2 separate regions of the Zea mays genome follow, and region 1 is linked to region 2. The links are chromatin contacts, called in public Hi-C maps. All regions are on one chromosome and are shown on one strand. The core of a region is the stretch at or near the end of the contact, and the rest is flanking DNA. Distances in the headings are between cores, read along the strand shown. Region 1 holds the start of LOC109943422. Region 2 holds the start of LOC100283847.

The links. Hi-C and Micro-C count contacts between places; a contact is called where the count stands out from the background.
Region 1: a Hi-C map of ear shows a contact between it and region 2, with 3 times the contacts expected there. The contact joins the promoter of LOC109943422 here to the promoter of LOC100283847 in region 2. A contact is called at or near these places in 6 of 25 Hi-C or Micro-C datasets (bundle sheath, ear, leaf and 3 more).

Annotation. Positions count from the first base shown.
Region 1 is chr1:62,905,429-62,911,229 of Zm-B73-REFERENCE-NAM-5.0, forward strand. It overlaps LOC109943422, which reads left to right and starts at 3,791. Exons shown (of 1, transcript XM_020546391.2): 1 at 3,791-5,801. The coding sequence starts at 4,337.
Region 2 is chr1:62,569,341-62,574,722 of Zm-B73-REFERENCE-NAM-5.0, forward strand. It overlaps LOC100283847, which reads right to left and starts at 2,441. Exons shown (of 19, transcript NR_182002.1): 1 at 2,061-2,441; 2 at 1,597-1,695; 3 at 1,160-1,231; 4 at 981-1,073; 5 at 622-759; 6 at 176-234; 7 at 1-78. LOC103635130 (phospholipase A1-II 7) reads right to left here. Exons shown (of 2, transcript XM_008657675.3): 2 at 5,212-5,382.

The sequences.
Region 1 (5,801 bases), core at 2,541-5,040, 340 kb after region 2:
CATCATTCCTTCCAACGCCAACTAACCACTCGGCTATAATTGTACTTCACTAAGCCACACAAGAATGAGTTTGGTTCATACAGATGACCGATCACATCCAAAAGTCATGTAGCCTCAGTTTTAACAATTTTCTCACTATTATCTATGAATATATTGTTGCTTGTGTTGCACAAATGTATAAGGTTTATGCAAAGAACAATTTTATAAAATATATGCTCCAAAGTTTTTTACTCAACGAGCATAAAAGGATAGAGGAAGTAAATATCCTACAAACTTCTTTTGAAAAATCTAGCAAGTTTTTTTTACAAATATCTACTAATTGTTATCTTACAAAGGTGTGTTCACAGAATCGTCATGAGGCCGCGGGCTACAACCCACATAAATGATCCCTATCTTAAGAGGTATCAAGGGAGTAAGTGCAAAAAAACACAAGAGACGTTATCTTGGTAAGGAACGTCTCTAACACAGTTTTCTAAGTCTAAATACGGATCTACCCACATAAATGAGTTATATATTGAGAGGTTCTAGTGAATAAGTGCATGTACAAATCTGAGACATCAGTTCGGTTTTTCAAATACAAGAGACGACTAAGAGATTGCATGGTACAACCCTAGGACCCTAGATCATCAATGCAACTAAGAGATAACGTGTATAAAAAGTCGTGAAGAGATGGGTTCTTCGTGAAGAGTCTGTCTCTTATATTTTTTTCACTTAGCACATTAGAGACCACTCAAGATACCTCATATTAAATGAGGTTGTATATACCTTAAGATACAAGACTTAGAAACATTGGACTGTATGAAATATTTTCTTAGGTGTATCTAACGTTTGAACAACCAAAACATAGTATCTATTTTGTACATGCCTTAAGGAGCTGCACGATTCAGGAAAGGAGAAATTAAACTCCTTAAACCATAGTCCTTAATAGTCCTGAAAGTCTGGGCCGTGCCTAATGGGCCGGCCCGAACACGGCCCGTAATAAATGAAATAAAGCACGGCCCGACACGGCTGATTTAAAATCGGGCTAGCACGGCACGAATCGCGGGCTGGGCCGTGCTCTAAATGTCAGCCCGTCGTGCTATAAGGCCCGACACGTCGTTGTGGGCCGGGTTCGTGCCGGCCCGGCACGGAAACAGCACGGTGCGCAGACCGGCTTTCATCTACCGCACGCGATTAGGGTTTCCTCCCACTGGCCGCCGCCATCCATTCATCCAGGACGCCCAGCCGCCCAGCTTCCTGCTGTAGGCTCCTTTCCTTTCACTCGTCGTGCGCAGCAGCCAGCAGGCAGCACGGCCGCACGGGCGCCCGGCCTTTTTTCCTCCCGACTCGACACCTTCTCCCTTTGCTGAACTGCTGTGCTGGAGGCTGGAGACCGATGGAGCTGGAGTCGCAGCCGAGGAGACAGGAGAGCATGCGCATGCGGTGCGGGTCTGCAGATCAGCGGGTGGACCGTCCAGAGTCCACGAGCTGGAGCGCAGCCGCAGCGTCCGCCGGCCTGGCTTCCTTCCTGCCCTCTGCGTCTCCGCCGCGATGTATGTCAATATGCCTACAGCCTACTGCCGAATGCCGATTGCATAGGAGCTGCAAGAACGAGACGAAGAAAACCACATGTTCTAAGTCAATGGTGGCCTGTCATTTGAGCAACTCCCAGAAATATTAACAGAGAAAGGTCTCCCTACGTTCAACACCACGCCAGCTGCAAGAAGGACCAACAGAGAAAGGTCTCCCTGCGTTCAACACCACGGTCTCCCTGTGTTGTGTTCGCTTACTGCGTGCCGTGCCTGGGCCAGCACGGCCCGATGGAAGCCCGTCGTGCTTTAGGGCCGTGCTGGGCCTTGCTTCTACTCACTAGGCCCGGTAAGGCATGGCCCGATTCTATTTCGGGCTAGCCAGGCCCGACTAATTGAGGCCCGAAGCACGACGGGCTCGTGCCGGGCCGGCACGGCACGGCCCAAGTTGCAGCACTAGTCCTTAACTGTGTTTCGGAAGACCATAAACTGGTGTCGAAGACAAGTAGGCCCCGAAGACCTAAAGATCACCAAGTCAGATCCCGAGAACCAAACCGTTGTACTTCTTTTGTCGGGGACATTTTTTTCTTTACGCAAAGTTTTTAACAAGACAACAGATACAGCATAACTTGCTCGTGCAATATATAGTACATGGACGTGATTCACGTGAGGGGGAATGATGTTGTGGAAGAGTGAAACGATATGTATGGGTCATTGTTGAATCGTGTGACCTCGTCACTAAAGAACAAACACATGTGGACATGTGATGACCTATCAAGACTGATTAAATAGACATGTAAACAGGAGGCTGGTCACTTTCTTGAACACGATAACAAGAAGTGAAATAATGAACTCTCAACATATTTTTTTATTTAAATATCCTTGTGTTTTTATCGTGTTCCTTGCACGGACGGAAACGATTTTTTTAGAGTGTGTTTGGTTGAAGAGTCAACTATAATGGAGCGGCTCTATTCTAGATTTTGAGAACCGAGCCGTGTTGGCAAGAGCTGCTCTATTTTTTGTTTGATTGGAGAGTTATATGTTTTTTTAAAGAGAAGGAAAGAGAGGAGAGCGTTCGTGTTTCCTGTTCGAGGGAGCACTAATTGTTTTGGTGGAGTATAAGCATTTCATATTAAACCGCTTCGCTCTGTTTTATTAGAACCAAACATAAAAAAAATATATTTTTAACTGCTTGCTAGCTGCTACTATCTCGCATGGCATTCACGGTAGCCAGTCGAGGCGCATACCGGGCCATACCGCAGGTGATGAGACGGTGGACCGTCTGACGGCCCTACTGAACCAGGCCGCGGTTGGCACTTGGGCTCTGCTACCACTACTACTACTAGAAAACCGAAGTGCCTTCGCTGCCCTCGGTCGCCGGCCTCAGAAAAGTCGCGCCAAGTCGGCAGCGTGCGCTACTGCGCTGTGCCGACCACTCTCGTTCCCGTCTCCGTCTCGCGCGCCTCGCCTTCGGGTTCGTGCTTTGGCCCAGCATGCTCCGTTCGTGTTTCCCTCTTGTGGCCCGGAAAGCGCTTCCGGCCCAGTTGGTACGGGTGGAACTTGGAGTTCTCATCCACCCGGAGTCGCGTTTCCTGCGAGTCGCCAATGAACTTTCCGTGCGATGCTGCCGCAGTGCCGCGTGATGCCGTGATGTGTGCTGTGTTGTGTGCAGGTGCAGCGGTCAAGAAATCAGGCTCCGCGTCCGCCGTGGACGTGTGGATAAGGAAGGACGAGAGGTCGGGACGTGGTCCGTGTCCCCAAGTCGGAACGAGCCGAGACGTGCGTGCAGCAGGTGTGCGCCGTCGACTCCAGTGGACCAATCCGGTGGTGGCCGTGGCATATGCCGCTTAATCGCTTGCACGCCAACGCCGATGCGCTGGCGGACGTCGACCCACCGTCCCGTGGCCGTGGCAGGCGTGGATGCCTCACCCTCATGCCTGGGTGGCGGACATGGACGGCTTTTTCTGCCATCCGTTTCCGTCGATCTCTATTGCGTGGAAGTAGTAGTCGCCTAGTGTTCTTCTCTGCAAACAAAGCGAACAAAAAAAAAGGGATTTTCTGCGTTTATACGAGCATCTCCGAGAGTTTCAAAACACTCTTCCAATCTTTAACTTCTGTCAAGATTTTTTTTTTTAAAAAAACATAACTTTGAATAAAGCTTCTCCGACACTCACGTGCGCAGTCACGGCCGGCCGCGTGTGTCCGGCCCGATCGTCACCTTCTCCAGCGTCGAGCACGTGGGTTCCTCGTGATCATATCGAGCAATGAAGGCAGCGACTGTGTCTAACTGAGAAGCTGAAATCTACATTTTCTCGCTGTGCCGGATCCATCGGTACCTTGTAACTGGATTCCCCCCTTTTATTATTTATCATTATTATATGCAGATGATTGGCGTCGCTCATTTGCTTCTTCTCGCCGATGCCCGATGAGTACAATCAGCACTACTACACCATCCGCCATCAGATGCATTACTATTCTTAGTTGAATGATTCCGATCACGTCGCCATCATCCCCACGCGAGGACACCAAGTCGATCGCCTTTTCTTGTCTGCTCCCCCATAGGCGAGTTGACTGTTGGCGCTGAATCCTTGATCCAGTCGGCGTCAACAGTTCTCGATTCCTCCTTGCCCAAGTTTCCAATTCCAGTTCTCGAGAGAAAACGTCGTGCAGTGCAGCGCAACTGGGTCGCCCTTCTCTTCGACTTCTTGAGTCGCCCTTTTCGTCCCCTTGTTGTCGGAGTCGCGCGAGGGATTCCCCCTTCTTTTCCCCCTCCTCCTTTCTCGGGATCAGCGAGCCTAGGCCTAGCTGAGGTGTTGGCGCCAGCCAGCATGAAGTACAAGAAGAGCCGCGACGCCACGGGCCTCGGGTCCAACGGCGACGGCGGCTGGCAGAAAGGCGGTGGCGATGTGCCGCCGAGCATCCAGCTGGACATCATGGAGCACCGTGGCGCCGCCGCCACAACCGGGCTCGGGACCGGAGGCACCGCCGGCTCGGCGTCCTTCTTCGAGCCGTGGCGCGAGCGGACGCCGGGCAGCAGCGGAAGCGGGCGCGGCAGCTCCGGCGGAGGGGGCGACGGCCGGGAGCCGCCCGAGAAGCGGCTCACGCTGTTCGCCCTCCGGCTGGCCGTGTTGGAGAAAGCGGCGAGCGGGCTCGGGAAGCTCGACTTCGTCTGGGCCACCGTCGTGCTCCTCGGCGGCTTCGCGAGCACCCTCAGCATCACCGACTTCTGGTGCGTCACCGTCATCCTCGTCGGCGAGGGCGCGCGCGTCTTCGGCCGCAGCCACGAGCTGGAGTGGCAGCAGCACGCCACGCAGACCTCCACCGCCGGCGGCGCGCTGCGCTCCAGCTCCCGCTTCTTCCGCCACATCGTGCACGCCCTCGTCGACCCGGCCGCGGCGGCCGCTGGCGGCCGCCGCAACGACGACGACGACGCGCGCGCCAGGGCCGCGCTGTTCCAGCGCCAGATCGTCGCGTTCATGAGGCGCCGCGCCTGGCACGCGCCGGACGTGTCGCTGCTCCCCTACACCGGCTGGGTCTTCGTCTCCAGGAAGATCGGCAGGCTGCTCAACTGGATGCAGGTGCTCTCCGCCCTGGCCTGCGTCGTGCTCTCGGTGATGCGTCTCTGGAAGCAGGACTTCGGCGGCCGCGACAGCCGCAACATGAGGCCGGCGCTCCTGCTCTTCTACACCCTGGCGCTCGTGGAGGCGTCGCTCTTCCTGTTCGAGAAGGCGTACTGGACGTGGAAGGTCTCCGTCTGCAAGCTGCTCCACCAGGTGAGCGCCGAGTGCGAGCTGGGCCCGTACGGGCTCGTCTCCCTCAAGCGCTTCTTCTACGACGCCTACTCGCGGTGCATCGCCGGGAGCATCTTCGACGGCATCAAGATGGACCTCGTCACCTTCGCCGAGGACCTCATCCTCTCGGACTTCCTCGACGAGCAGATCATCGGCGTGCGCATCCTGCAGCAGTTCGCCAACAGCGAGCGCTCCGCGAGCGACACGCTGCGCAAGGTCGGCACCACCCCGAGGTCCATCGACCGGCTCGTCGAGATGCTCAACTGGAAGCGTACCGAAGAGGATGAGGTGCGACTGTGCGCCGCCGAGATCGTGTCCAAGCTCGCCAGCAAGCGTCAGAACGCGCTCCGCGTGTCCGGCATCCCTGGGGCCATCGAGTCCGTCACGTCCCTGCTCTACACCGCCACGAGTCCACCCGTGTCCGGAACGCACCCGCAGCTGCCCGGTGCTCCCGCCGAGCACGGAGCCTCACCGCCGGCGGCGAGCCGCGGCTACGACCACC
Region 2 (5,382 bases), core at 1,191-3,690:
AAACCTGAAGACTTGTGCACACTCCCATACCACCAGGGTGCCCATATACCATCAAATTCCTTGGGGCCAGCTTCCCATCTAAAAAGAGGAAACAATTCCAACTGAACATATTGGAGCACATAACAAAACTACAAAAATGTAATACTAGTGTCAGTATTTCCTACAATATACATACTTCAACATTTGTGGCTGGAAAGGAATGCCCAGATCCTCACAGAGACCACTTAGGACGGCCTGCACGAGGTGCAAACCAACTAAATACACTGGATTGCAAATGTCAAAACTAATGGAAAATCTAATACAGGGATTAAAACTAGCAACATTTGCATCACATTATTTAATTTTATAAAACCACTATTATTGCAGGGTTCATGATTTATGACCATCAAAACTGATGTGAACTAATGTAGCACTAGAGAAGTTGGTATACTGATACTCATGAAAAAAGAAGGCGGGAAGTATTTGGTGTAGCAAATAAGCTAAGGACTAAAGTGGCATGCCCTTTAAAGGAGCTTACTATATCATCGTGGAAGATGGCATCTAATACTCTTTAGATTAGAATCATAAGATGGACAGTGATCACTCTAATAAAACCACTGCATTAACCAGCCATAGATTTACCTCAGGATCCTGTTGCAGATCATCTGCATCTATCACAGGGGGTGGGCTCCCAAGTCCACATAATTCACTGTATATTGAGACAAGTTCGCCTATGCCAAGCTCCATGAAGGATGGTGGAACGACTTTATCAAAAGATGGCTGGGATAATGGAATTGTATATTATCAGTGGTACACATTAGGTAACATGTACACCACAGTAGCAAAAACTGCTAAAGAAAAAGACCTTGCAAATCAACAGGCATTTTCTTTTTGAAAAAATAAAGGCAAGCACAAAAGTGGCGTGCCCTAAGATAAAGCCTGTGAAAAGGAAGGGAAAAAAAAAGGTAAACTGCATGTGAGAGGCTTAAGGTGCCAGATACCAGTATATCTAGAGGGTTCCGTATCAATATGAAATGTTTTCCCTTCTTCATGAGGTCGCTTGACAGATTTGGGAGATGTTGCTTTGAGATGTGCTATTCAAAGAAAAGAAAGGAGGTTATCATATATAAATAAAACTTATCATTTCACAAAGCTGTGCAATAAGTTTCTGAAATAATACCTTGCAGTAACGATACTTTTTGTCCCCTGGGCCAAAAATCACCTCCTTGACAACCTTATTTCCATCAGGGTCCTGCACCAGAAATATCCCCCAAATGACTCAAATCATACAAAAGGAACGCAAAGCATCATTTTCTCGAATGCTCTGCTCTGGCCAAAAAAAAGAGGCGTGCAGGATTATGGTACTACATGATAGTATTTTCTATATAGAATTTGTCAGGATTAACTGAAACAGCAAGAAATATCCACCTAAATGTGGTCCTAGAGGCAGACATCTGTTTGAGGCCAGAAAAGGGTATGAAAGCGGCATTGCAGCCTGAAGGCTTGAAACTGGCCACCAAAAAATTAGTTCCCCGTCTGCCAACCACCTCACTAGTTGAAACAAGCCGTAGTTCCGGGAAATTCGAACTGCAAGTTAAGCATGGTGCCGAATCTCACCATTTTGGACAGGAGCTCCTGCCGGTAGGGCCTGTCGACGCCTGTGGCACGCAGGAAATTTGCGTAGAGAGGCTCGTCAAGCACCTCCATGTCGTCCCTCTGGAGCCATACATACAGGAAACAGAAATCGAAAATCAGTTGCCAAGTTAAAGTTAGCGCACATGAAGAAAAAAAAAAATGGGCGCAAGGCGCACTCAGAGTGACACTGGACGACAACAGTTTCCTTGTGATGAGCACGCGCATCGCATAGGCCCCCTACCGTACCGACTACCGCCTAGCACCAGCCGTCCAGCCCTCGTCGGAACGCCGCGAATGCTCGCGTTGCAGCTGAGCGAGCGAGCGTGCACTGGAACGGGTCCCCATCCGTTTGTGATATCCCCTCTCCCGCCGCATGATGAGCTGAGGCGCGAACAGAGCAGAGGAGGAGGAGGAGGAGGACGAGGAGAGGAGGAGGAGGAGCAGACCTGGGCGAAGGAGTACATGAGGCTGGTGCTGAGGGAGCGCGGCGCCGACCACGCGTGGATCACCACGGGCGACTCCGCCTCCGACGCCATTCGCCCGCGGCCGCAGCGCCTCGCCGATCAAGTGGAGACTGGAGGAGGGGGGAATTTCCGGGTGGTTGGTTCCTCCCGAGTCGAATTTGACCCGCCCGAGTGTGCGACTGAACTGTGGGAACAGATTGGAATGGAAGGCTATTATTTAGGACTGTAGGAGTAGGGGCCGCGGGGCCGCGGGGAGCACAACCATTGGTGCCCTGATGCTTTGGCGTCGCCGCCGCGTGCTTGGCCTGGTGGGTGGAGTGGCGAGTGCCGTGGGCGCGGCGGGGAGGTCGACGCGACTGCCAGGTCCCGACCCGCCTCCCTACTCCCCACTTCCCCAGCTAGCAAAAGGTCACTACGGCGAGCGGCGTGTGTATTATTGCTTGTCATTTTTGTCATGTCACGTACTAGGGCCTTGTGTGCTTATCGGAATTTGGGATTCTATTCAGGTACGTAGGAATTTGTTACAGAGTTCTTTGATGAACCCTTGCTCACGCATAGAGATGGCAATAGAACCCGATCCCCAATTTTCTGCGAGAAATTCCTCCATTAGAGATGAAGATGGGGAGGAAACTTACCTCGCGGCGATATAAATAGAGAAAATGTATCCCCCAACGGATAAACAGGATGGGGACAGAGAATCATTCACCATTCTCATTCCCCGCGGGCCGCGGGGACCCATTAACCTTGCACGTGACTATGACGACAAAAATAAATAATTATCTTTCAAGAAACCACTAATTATACAAATGTGTTTATTTTAATGTATACATAATGATTTCTTACCTATGATATTATGTATAAATGACAATATTTAATATTAATAACAAAAAAACTTATGTCTTAATTATAATTTAAACAATATGGGAATCATTGTTGTGAATTTATTTTTTTCGTCGCGGGGACCGAATTGGAGAGCTATTCCCAGCGAGGAATTAGCCGTTGTCATCCCTACTCACGCCAGCTATAGATTAATTGGGCCGACTCACGCCACCATTATAGTTCTTACTCCATTCAGGCAGGCCCGAAGGACCCCGTCTTGGGCCGACTCGCCCGTTTCTCCTGCAGCCCACCAGCTAACGGAGTCGAAGCCTCTTCTGTTGTCGGTCTGGACAGCATGATCGGCGCTGACACTAATCGTCGCTGACTCTCTCACGCCAGTAACTAGCCGACGAACGAAATTCAGGTTCAGTGCTTCGATGCAGAATGCGGTGATATACCGTTAGAATGGGGAGGTGGATTGGGCGGAGACGTCGCATCCTGCCTTCACGCCCACGAACACGATTGCACGAATCAAGAGGACATGTCTCCTCCCTCCGTTCAAAACAACTACTACTATAAGATATCACTCCGTTCTTTTTTATTTATCACGATTTAGTTTAAAAAGATCTAGCGAACCATAAATATTCGAGAACTTAGATAGTATGTGCAAGTCAAGTCCGTGGAGGGCGGCGCTCCCTCAAAAGGATCACCAAAAGCCTTTCGAGGAGAATGGCGAATGGGTGCATGCATACCAAAGAGCAAACGTCTCGCCTGTTTTAGGCACTCTATGAACTCACGTTCAACGTATGACGAACACCGCGGGAAGGGTCTGTCCCTAAAACCGCACACACGTCAAGTAAGATGTGCTTGCGCGCACCCAAGAAACTCGGTCTTCAACCGAAAACCAGTAAACATGGACTCACGCTCAAGTATGATGCTAAATCATTGGAGAAAAAAGTCTATGGACAGTTTAAGATCAAATTAAACAAAATAGCTTCTAATGATGTCAAATTAGATCAAACATCGACTAACGCTAGATCGCTTGGGACGCCACAGTCCACCAACTAACACTGATTTATCTCATTTAGGGTTTGTTTGGAATGACTTCAATTCAAATTTTCCCGTTTTGGTTTTCAGCTTCACGTAAAACAGTGCCAACATATTGTTGAAGTGGGTTCGAGGAGTATTTGACATGTGCACGAACTCCAGCTTTTGTAATACAATTGATTTTTGTGAGTTTTCTAATTATCCTTGATAGTTAGTGGCTGTTACGAGATAATCGAAGCGCTATGTTATGTAACCGGTGGTATGGTGGGTAATTTTCATGCAACTTCATGAGAAGGTATGAAAAATAGTGTTTCTGAAAACCCGTTTAAAGAGCTTCGTAAATTTCATAAAAATGTCTCTAATTTCATATTTTTTTCAAAGCTAGAACTCGTGGAGCTAGACCTGTTTGGATGAAAGGAGCTAGAACGAACCCTAGAAATTTGAAGTGAAGCTTTCCCAAACAGGTCCTTAATATATGGTGTGATATCAGCAAAATTCATTATCAAAACCCCTTAGGGCTGGTTTGGTGACCAAGAAAATTAAGAGGATCGAATAGCATGGGGATTCCTCCCGTTGATGTCCTCCATTTATCTGATCACCAAATCGGCCCTTAGAGTGTAAACGCTAGTGGTTTTCAAAAGTTTAAAGGGGTTAAAACTGATTTTAAGAAAACCAAACTAGGGATGAAAACAGGCAATTTTTGGGTCTTTTTCTTTTGATTGCGAATAAATATGATATAAAATCTGCTATGTAAATTTATATTTTTGTTTTGAGTGTTGAGCTTGTAAAGTTTCATAAAACATAACATATTTATTCTCCAATGATAGATATAAAATCTAAGTACAATTCAGATACGGATATATAGATAATTTTCACCTTTTTTGTTGTAGATAGTAAATAATATATAAATATTTTATGGAAAACTTTATTCTTATATGTAATAATGTGCTTGATAGCCCAACAAAAAGTTAACATCAAATTTCATACATATCTATTTTAAAATATTAGATTTGTTCTAATAGTTGGTACCCGTTTTTGTCCCTAAACCAAACAATCACGTTAGTTGACGAAATGAAAGTAGATTGGACTTTTTTCGGAGTTTCTCAGTTCAACATCGAGGGGTAGCGTTAGCGTGTGGTGTGCTGGTGTCGTGCCTTCTATCGTGGAGCTTTACTGAAAACGAACTTACTAGTACGAACAATGGGTACAACGATGATACACTCACTACTCAAGCATGGCGAGTGTCACTTCCTTACGACGCGTAAGATAAAATCCAACGACAATTCAATCGCATTTCTTATTTCCCCCCAGATGACAAGATCAGACATATGTATAAAAATAAAAATGCCACATATCTGTAGCGCACAGTAAGTTAAAAAGTCTCAATAACAAACGAGCATCTGTAGCGCTGAATCACACTCGAAAAAGGCGTGCATGA